Regions from separate parts of the Drosophila melanogaster genome. Here region 2 is linked to region 1. Evidence: chromatin contacts called from public Hi-C data. All regions are on one chromosome and are shown on one strand. The core of a region is the stretch at or near the end of the contact, and the rest is flanking DNA. Distances in the headings are between cores, read along the strand shown. Region 1 holds the start of Nrd1 (Nardilysin). Region 2 holds the start of mei-217 (meiotic 217).

Evidence for each region. Hi-C and Micro-C count contacts between places; a contact is called where the count stands out from the background.
Region 2: a contact with region 1 is called in a Hi-C map of the Kc167 cell line, with 2.4 times the contacts expected there. The contact joins the promoter of mei-217 here to the promoter of Nrd1 in region 1. A contact is called at or near these places in 2 of 107 Hi-C or Micro-C datasets (the Kc167 cell line and embryo).

Annotation. Positions count from the first base shown.
Region 1 is chrX:11,866,921-11,871,428 of dm6, reverse strand. It overlaps Nrd1 (Nardilysin), which reads left to right and starts at 2,536. Exons shown (of 4, transcript NM_132529.4): 1 at 2,536-2,882; 2 at 2,940-4,508. The coding sequence starts at 2,692. It overlaps CG1847, which reads right to left and starts at 2,259. Exons shown (of 3, transcript NM_167311.3): 1 at 2,090-2,259; 2 at 1,771-1,947; 3 at 261-1,689. The coding sequence starts at 2,182. The coding sequence ends at 931. It overlaps BORCS5 (BLOC-1 related complex subunit 5), which reads left to right. Exons shown (of 1, transcript NM_132531.2): 1 at 1-130.
Region 2 is chrX:17,140,297-17,144,771 of dm6, reverse strand. It overlaps mei-217 (meiotic 217), which reads left to right and starts at 1,782. Exons shown (of 9, transcript NM_001031898.3): 1 at 1,782-1,970; 2 at 2,065-2,505; 3 at 3,011-3,078; 4 at 3,291-3,446; 5 at 3,569-3,793; 6 at 3,857-4,475. The coding sequence starts at 1,909. The coding sequence ends at 3,681. It overlaps mei-218 (meiotic 218), which reads left to right and starts at 1,782. Exons shown (of 7, transcript NM_001144743.2): 1 at 1,782-3,078; 2 at 3,291-3,446; 3 at 3,569-3,793; 4 at 3,857-4,475. The coding sequence starts at 3,660. It overlaps RpS5a (Ribosomal protein S5a), which reads left to right. Exons shown (of 5, transcript NM_078658.3): 4 at 56-154; 5 at 1,001-1,184. The coding sequence ends at 1,069. It overlaps snoRNA:Psi28S-1192d (a small nucleolar RNA gene), which reads left to right and starts at 704; the gene lies at 704-838. It also overlaps snoRNA:Psi28S-1192c, snoRNA:Psi28S-1192b and snoRNA:Psi28S-1192a.

The DNA.
Region 1 (4,508 bases), core at 1,287-3,786:
ATTACTCGTTAACGATGCCGCTTAATCGTGATTTTTAATTAGTAAATCAAACCTAATATTAAACTCAATTTGATATTTTATTTCTCGAAATGCAAATAGTATTTTTCTATATTATCACGAAAAAATAATTCTTTATCATTGGAGTGAGGCTAGTTTTGCAAATGCGATAATTTTCTTTCGGTCAGCCAACCAACCACAATAGATATCTCACCACAGTATTATCGTTTGAAACTCATATAAAGGAAGAAACCAATTTGCTTACGACCTTATTTGTCCATTTAAAGGTTTGGATATTTATTTTATACACTGTATTCTCTCTTATGCAAATGCATATTATTACGTATGCTTGCCGCATATATGTATACAAACAATAAAGTCTTCAACTACAATTAACAATTAGACAGCGGTCAAAAGCACATTTATTACTTCTTACACAATTTGTCTAGATTTAGAGTAGATTCTAGCTACGAGTAAATATCGCATATAGGGATATACAATACAATACAAACATACATATACGACTATGGACAACAAATGTGAAACATTTGATTACTATTTTTGGTAACGCTACGCAAACAACATTTTTCATTCCATATACACACGATTACAATTCCACACAAGCATCTGGATGGTACATTTACATTATATTTAGACCCTTTAGCCTACACCGTTGAATGTGAATCGAGGCGGAGGATGAGTATGGGCATATAGTGCCCCAAAATGCAGCTCTCACAAAATGAGGTGGTATGGTACCGAGTTGGTTGATTGTGTTATGTTGTCGCAAAATCACCAGCTGAGCCCCTGCATTGCTCGCAGCAGCTTCTTGAGGGTCCAGCAGCAGAGGAATAGGTTCGCCATCGAGCAGAGCAGCACGAGACCATGAGCGAAGCTGACGGCCAGCGAAAGAAAAGAAGGTAGTGACAAGTACTGCTAGCGCTGCAGGTAGCTGCTCCAATAGACAAGCAGCATGAGCAGCACGTTGACGCAACTTATGTTCTAGAAGAGCTTCTGCATGTGAATGCGATCCTGGACGTTACGTGCCTGCTGCTGATCCTCGATGGACTTGAGCTCCTTAGACACGGTCGACTTGAGGCTGGCGTCCAAGGCCAAGGCGTCGAGGAAGTCGCGACGTGCCTGTGCTGGATTCCAGGCACCCGCATGGGCCTTGGCCCGACGAAAAAGTGCCTTGACATTGCGCGGATCCAGGGTGAGCACCTCGTTGCAGTGCTCGATCACAGCGTAGAAGTCGCCGGCGATCAACCGACATTGCGCGTAGTTCAACAACAGCGGTGTCTTGATGGCCGCCAGCTCCTGCCACTCCTCGTCGTGCGGCTTCTCCTTTAGCATCAGCTGCTCCACAATTCCGACAGCCTCGCGGTAGCAGGTCTCCGCCTCTGTGAACCGACTGGCCTTATAGAAGTTGTTGCCCCGTTCGCGCAGCGTACTGGTGGCCAGCATCTTTTCGTCGTCGGACATCTGCCAGCGCTCTTTTTCGTACTGCTCGGGCAGCTCAATGGAGAACAGTTCAATGATGAACTCCAGATCGGAAGGATTTTGCAGCAGCTCATCCAGGTCGGTGTACCCAATGCCCTCGTTCTGCAATGTCATTCCGCAGCAGTGACGTCGCTCCTCCGGTTTCTTGCCAATGTCCCGCAGGGTCTTGGATATAAAAGGATATTGAGCGCAGAGCTGCAGGTGCCAGAGTTCGGAGAATAATTAGATCAGTGGGTATCAGGTTGTCCAGACTCTGTGTATATCATATTCCCTTACCGACTTATGTACCGTGAACTTGGCCACTTCGTTAAGGGACATCTGCTGCACAATCAGCTCCCAGACCTCTAGCTTAAACTTCTTCCCCAGGACCAGCTCCATGGGCTTCTCCATCTTGCGGCTATCATCGATGATGCGACTGTCGCCGGCCCTCCGCGTTTGAAAGTGGAACTTCACCTGGAAAAGGCCAATATCATGAGGAGTGAGTCTCTGTTGGCTGCACCACCCACTGGCCTTGGCCCATTTTCCCACTGTTTTGCTTTTGCTGTCGCAGATGGAACTAAACCTGCCAAACTGCCAAGCGGTTTTAGTAACTCACCCTGGTGCCCGGGGTTAGCTCGATGTAGGCGTTTCCCGGATTGAGGATCTCCTTTCGTATGGGCTTCATATCGGACTTGCTGCGCGACTGCATCTCCGCTGGAATCGGATTTATTTGGAATCAACACAATTTCCTTTCGATACCAGACGTTATTTGTCCAAACCTATCGAAGCCTATCGGTTCTCGATATCTGCACGCGCCAATCGGTGCAAAGCTTTTGGTATTTTTTATTACCTATTGATAGAATTGTTATGTGTGGTTTTTTTTCTTCGTCTAAGACCACACTGAATCACTAATCAATTAGCTATGAAGAACACTGTCATACATCACAAAATGTTTTCCAATTTTCATTTCCCTATATGTAAAAATACCGCCACACAAGCCATTTGACATTTGCGACGTTATCGATAAGGCGACACCCAAGGACCTGGTCCATCACTAAGCCCACGTCTTTCGATTAATAGTTTGTATCGTTAACATATAAAATAGTTGCCTTTGCGTTTGCTATTTGACAGCCTGTGATTTTTTCCCCGTGGATTTTCCATAGCTCCGATCCCAGTTGATACGGATTGCCATAAGTCTCATTCTCATTCGAGTTTTGCATGCTCTGGCAGCGATACAGCGCACATTTGTTTAGACGATTCGAATTTCACGTACGTACAAAACGCCGGAGCCCAATTACTCAATTAGCCGGCGTACGGGCGATCACATACAGCTCGTTGTGCAAAATGACCGACCAGGTCAAGTATCTGGACATACCGGACAAGTCGGAAACGGACAAGAAGCTTTACAAGTAAGTAGCGGACTATTAACCCAGTTGAACTGGATTCAATGGTTGGTCTTCACTTAGGACACTTCTCTTGGGGAATGGATTGCATGCGTTGATTGTCTCCGATCCCAGTCCCATGCCACACGATGGCTTCACCACATCCGAGTCGTCCTCGTCTAAGTCGACCGTGTCGACCAGCAGTTCCATAATCTCACGCAGTGAATCCACCTCATCTACCTCCACCGATAGTGAAAGCAGCGAGGAATCGAGCAGCGAGGAAGGTGACGAAAAGCTGGCCGCCTGCGCCCTATTGATTGACTATGGGTCTTTTGCTGAGCCCACAAAATACCAGGGACTGGCACACTTTCTCGAGCACATGATCTTTATGGGCTCAGAGAAGTACCCAAAGGAGAACATTTTCGATGCACATATTAAGAAATGCGGCGGCTTTGCCAATGCCAACACTGACTGCGAGGACACGCTTTTCTATTTTGAGGTAGCCGAGAAGCATCTGGACTCCAGTTTGGACTATTTTACGGCCCTGATGAAGGCGCCACTGATGAAGCAAGAGGCTATGCAACGCGAGCGCAGCGCTGTGGACTCAGAGTTCCAGCAGATTCTTCAGGATGATGAGACCAGGCGTGATCAACTGCTGGCCAGTTTGGCCACGAAAGGTTTCCCCCACGGCACCTTTGCCTGGGGCAATATGAAGTCGCTAAAAGAGAACGTTGACGACGCGGAGCTGCACAAGATTTTGCACGAGATCCGCAAAGAGCACTATGGCGCCAATCGCATGTACGTTTGCCTGCAGGCTCGTTTGCCCATCGATGAGCTGGAATCACTCGTGGTGCGCCACTTCTCTGGTATTCCGCACAATGAGGTGAAGGCTCCCGATTTGAGCAGCTTCAACTACAAGGACGCCTTTAAGGCCGAGTTCCACGAGCAAGTCTTCTTCGTCAAGCCGGTGGAGAACGAGACCAAACTGGAGCTGACTTGGGTGCTGCCGAATGTGCGTCAGTATTACCGCAGCAAGCCCGACCAGTTCCTCTCGTATCTGCTGGGCTACGAGGGACGTGGCAGCCTGTGCGCCTACCTGAGACGCCGCTTATGGGCTCTCCAACTGATTGCTGGCATCGATGAAAACGGCTTCGATATGAACTCCATGTATTCCCTGTTTAACATTTGCATTTATCTCACCGACGAGGGATTTAAGAATCTGGACGAGGTCCTGGCCGCAACGTTTGCCTACGTCAAGCTCTTCGCCAACTGCGGTTCCATGAAGGATGTTTACGAGGAGCAACAGCGCAATGAGGAAACCGGTTTCCGTTTCCATGCTCAGCGTCCAGCCTTTGATAATGTACAGGAGCTGGTGCTGAATTTGAAGTATTTCCCACCAAAAGATATTCTCACCGGCAAGGAGCTCTACTATGAGTACAATGAGGAGCATCTCAAAGAACTGATTAGCCACCTGAATGAGATGAAGTTCAACCTGATGGTGACCTCACGCAGAAAGTATGATGACATCTCCGCCTATGATAAGACGGAGGAGTGGTTCGGCACTGAGTACGCCACCATTCCAATGCCAGAGAAGTGGCGCAAGCTGTGGGAGGATTCGGTGCCCCTTCCGGAATTGTTCTTGCCCGAGTCGAA
Region 2 (4,475 bases), core at 533-3,032, 5.3 Mb before region 1:
TGTGATTGCGTTCATAAAGTTACTTAATTAATTTTTTTCCGTATATTTCCTTTAGGCTATCTGGCTGCTGTGCACTGGAGCTCGTGAGGCTGCCTTCAGGAACATCAAGACCATCGCCGAGTGCCTGGCTGATGAGCTGATCAACGCTGCTAAGGTGGGTAAATTGGGCTTGTGGCGAGATCAAAGTGGGAATGGGGTGGTCTACTCTAATGCTTGGCATTGTACTACCAAAATGCCTGGCCTCGCTTGTAGACCAGATCGAGAACCACGTTCGGCACTCGGATTAACCCAAGAATTGAGCTTCGAAATAGCTCTTTTCTTCCTTCTAGTGACACAGCTAGTCATTTCAACTAGTCCAATCTAATTCTGCATCATGGTTTATTTATGTAGTCTCGCTTTTGGACCAGATCAAACTCCAAATCTCTTATTATCCTTGTGCTAGTGACCACTTAACTGTCCTATGCACACGAGAAACGTAAAAGAACACTTTTATGAATTAGCATTTAGGAACTGATTCGATTAGGATAGCGGGGGTCCAATCTAATTCTGCATAGTGGTTTAATTATGTAGTCTCGCTTTTGGACCAGAACAATCACCATCCTTTATTATCCTTGTGCTTGTGACAATATCAGTCTAATGCACACGAGAAACGTAAAAGAACATTAGCAAACTATTTAAGAGTTGGTATATAGAGCTTAATAATAGGTCCAATCTAATTCTGCATGGTGGTTTAATTATGTAGTCTCGCTTTTGGACCAGATTAATTTCCATCCTTTATTATCCTTGTGCTTGTAATATTGCTTAGTTCAATGCACATGAGAAACGTAAAGGAACACTAGCTTTAAATAAGTTAGGGACTTGTTTTTTTATATTTATTTATTTAGAAGCGATGAATCCATACAATGCAGTAACAGTAACATAACAGCGCAATTAACATATAAAAGATCTAGAAAAACATTGATAGCCAATACTAATAACTTGTGTTTAAATGTATTTCCAGGGATCTTCCAACTCGTACGCCATCAAGAAGAAGGATGAGTTGGAGCGTGTCGCCAAGTCCAACCGTTAAGGAGACATCATCACCAGCAAAAACAAACTTCTGTCTGTTTTTTTTTATACAAATAACGTGTGTACACTGAGAAATGATACACTAAAACTAAAATAAACAACAAGATGAAAAATTCACTTCAGACCATTCTTTTTTTATAGTTTTTAGTTTATAATAAACTTGGTTGTCAGAGAAGAACGGATATTTTAGCTATTTTCTATCGGGCTGCTGGTGTCAGAAATATGTGAGGTTAAGCGTGAGTAAAACGTGAAATTGTCTTGCTTGGAATAGCTAAAAATATTGAAATGAAATTTAGCTAAAAAATTAAAGTAAATTACATGGTTTAAACAAATTGAAACTTTAAAAAGTTTTTTTTATCGATATTGATACAATTTCTTTCATAGATATTTCTCTAACTACTCACGATAGATCACTAAAATACGGTTTTTTTAGTGTATAAAATCTATAGATAGTTGCGATACTCCATCGATCTGGCATCACTTTTCTAAAATAAATGTATTGGAAAGCTGGCAACAGTTTACAATACTCCGATTGTTTTAAGCCCTTAAATTCTACATTTATATATTCTATTCTTCGCTTTTGAAGAACTCTATGCCAAAGCAACAAAAGATCCATTTATTGTAGGAGGCTAGTCATTAGTCATTTAACGACATTTAAAATCTAAGTCACACATTACCCGATCGAAAAACTTCAGTATCGATTTAAATCAGGGCTCGATAGGTACACTTCATATCGCAATCGGTTTTAATTCCAATTTTTCCTTAGTCAAACACTTCATTTTAAAATTCTTTGGTAGTAGGTCGGATTGAAATAAGTTCACATTTCTGGATTAGTGTATAATGTTCACAGTGGATGCAAGCGAAGGATCATCAGTTGTAAACGAGACTCCATTAAAAAGCCAGTAAGTGCACGGTAATCCTGGTTAAAAAACAGGGCGCATTTATTTTCGCAGGCTCCTAAAGACATAAAACACGAAATGCTAATATACAATACAGATTCCACGATCAGAAGTTGGTTGAGCACTTTTGCCGGCAGACGCAGCTGCTCAAGCTGGTCCAGGTCTCCTCTGGCCGCTTTGTGGCGAACTATATGAGCTCCCGGCGGCCAGAGGACCTGCTGGCCCCCATCCAGCTGCGCCTGGACTTCGAATACCGGCAACTACTCGATATCTCACCGCAACTACTGCAGCTCATCGTCGAGGAACCGCTGCAGTTTCAAGAAGCGGTCCGCTACTCGGTTTATGGCTTGATCCGCTCACATCTCAAGGACGCTGGCCTGAAGCCCATCGATATCAACCAGCTGCACGCCCACTGGCGCCTGGTGGGACTGCCCTTTACGCCGGGCCTGCAGTTCGAGCCGCGGGACCAGTTGACCCGGCTGGGCTTGTCCCAGATCCGGGGCATCCTAGCCGCTTTCACGCCGCAAGAAACACTGGTGTCAGTTTTACAGTTTGTACATGTCCTGGCAGAGAATTGCAATGTTCCCCTAGTTTGCTTTGGTGTGCTTTTTCCACATTTTTCTTATTCGATTTGGTTATGTTTGGGTACTATGTATCCTGTCATGCCTGATTAATTATAGTTATAGTTCTTAACTAACCAAGCTAGCCAAGCTGGTTTACCCTTTTTGGTTTAGTTCAAGAGGGTTTTAAGCTTAGTCTCTTAAGTGTAAATACCAACCTACAAAAGAAGTATATCTATATCCCATTAACTTTCTATGAATGTTCATTGTTGTTAAAGTTAAAAAAGCATGGATCGTATTATCGTTATTTTTTATTTAAGTGGGTTAATGGTATTTATTATTTGTCTATTGCATGTATTATTTTCTTATGCTTTAGGCAATATCTGTTTCTAAACATATTAATTATAAAACACACAGCTGCTCTGCTAGGGTGTACCAATCTTTGATAATATGTGTAATTTATATCCTGATATTCCATTGTAGCCTACAATCGATCTGGTACTGCGGCAGTGGCTGTATGCGAAATGCCATACAGACCAGCTCAACAGATGGTAGGTCCCATAGGCTAGGAACATAAAGAAACAACGTGCACTTTATCCAAATTGTGGCACAGCCAACAACCTCTAACTAACAACCTCTAACCTCTAGCCATACTCACAACCCTCGGAACCCTGTCTAACAAAATGTTATCTAACCCAGCATTCCTTGTTCACGAGATCCTGTGCCAGCTCCATTGCTAATCCATCTTCTTGATATCTTTCAGCACCCTTTTGTTCGAGCTGCTCGCGGCCCATGAGTGAATACCAAAAGCTGCGCGTCACGGAAACCTATCGTATCTTGGCTGTCTTGCCTATTTCGGCAGTTCAGACACCTCGTGTCACCAATTGCCTTCATCGCCCAAAATTAGTTCGCCTTAGAGGTAAGTGAATCTGGTATTCAGGACATCATAAACACGTGAAATTAAATATGCCTGGTAAACTAGGACATACTCATTTGGATGTCACTATCATGAATAATCATAATATTAACAACATTTCTTAGCCCACGCCCACGACTGCGAATTAAAGTTGGGTGCTAGCTACCTAATCACTGGATACTTTGCGAGCTCAGCCAGCACATATCAACTGGAAGCATGTCATCTACGAATAAACTAGAGAAAAAGGACCCTCGTAGGCACATTCCCCTCCAGCTTAATGTTTTCTTGCGCAACGATGACGATGGTGAAGTTCGTGAAGTTACTCAAAATGCCAACACAAGCTCCATAGGGTAGAATATTCTATTTACACCATTATAATAAGCAAATATATTAATGTATCCCCCAATGCCCAGCACCATACCATCGAATGGCCTGGTCGAAAGCGATGTGACGCCTATTATGACTCCCACACCGAAGGCCGGTGTCTACAAACCAAATGTTAACGTCTGGCGCTTATCTAAAGAAGTCACTAAGCCTGATCGTAGCTTTGTTGTGAGTGCCGAAGAGTATCCTGATTTGGGCCAGCGCCCGAAGAGATTCAAACAACGAACGCCGCGGGTGCGTAATCAAGATGACGGCGGCACTGTTTCGTGCCTTGCCAGTCGTTTTAGTCGCGTAAAAGATCCGCCTGTGCTGGGTAACTTTTTGCCGGATTTCATGCTTCCGAAATCGAGCAACAGCAATCATCAATCGGTGACCACTTGGCTGTCGTCAGTACGTCCTAGCGACAGCCAAAAGTCTTTAAGCGACCAGGCACGTTGCTCTTCTTCGACCAATATAACACTGCTGAGTAAAGATTCAGTACAGCCGCTGACGCCAAAAAGTTCTGCCCAGTCCTCTCCGGGTGAGAAGAATATCCAACAGGAGCAGAATACTCCAGCTAAATCCCAACAGGAGGAGACAAGTCCGGCTAATTCTGTCGAGCATCAGCAGAAAACACCTAACTCTCCAAAGGAGCAGCAGAAGAGTTCT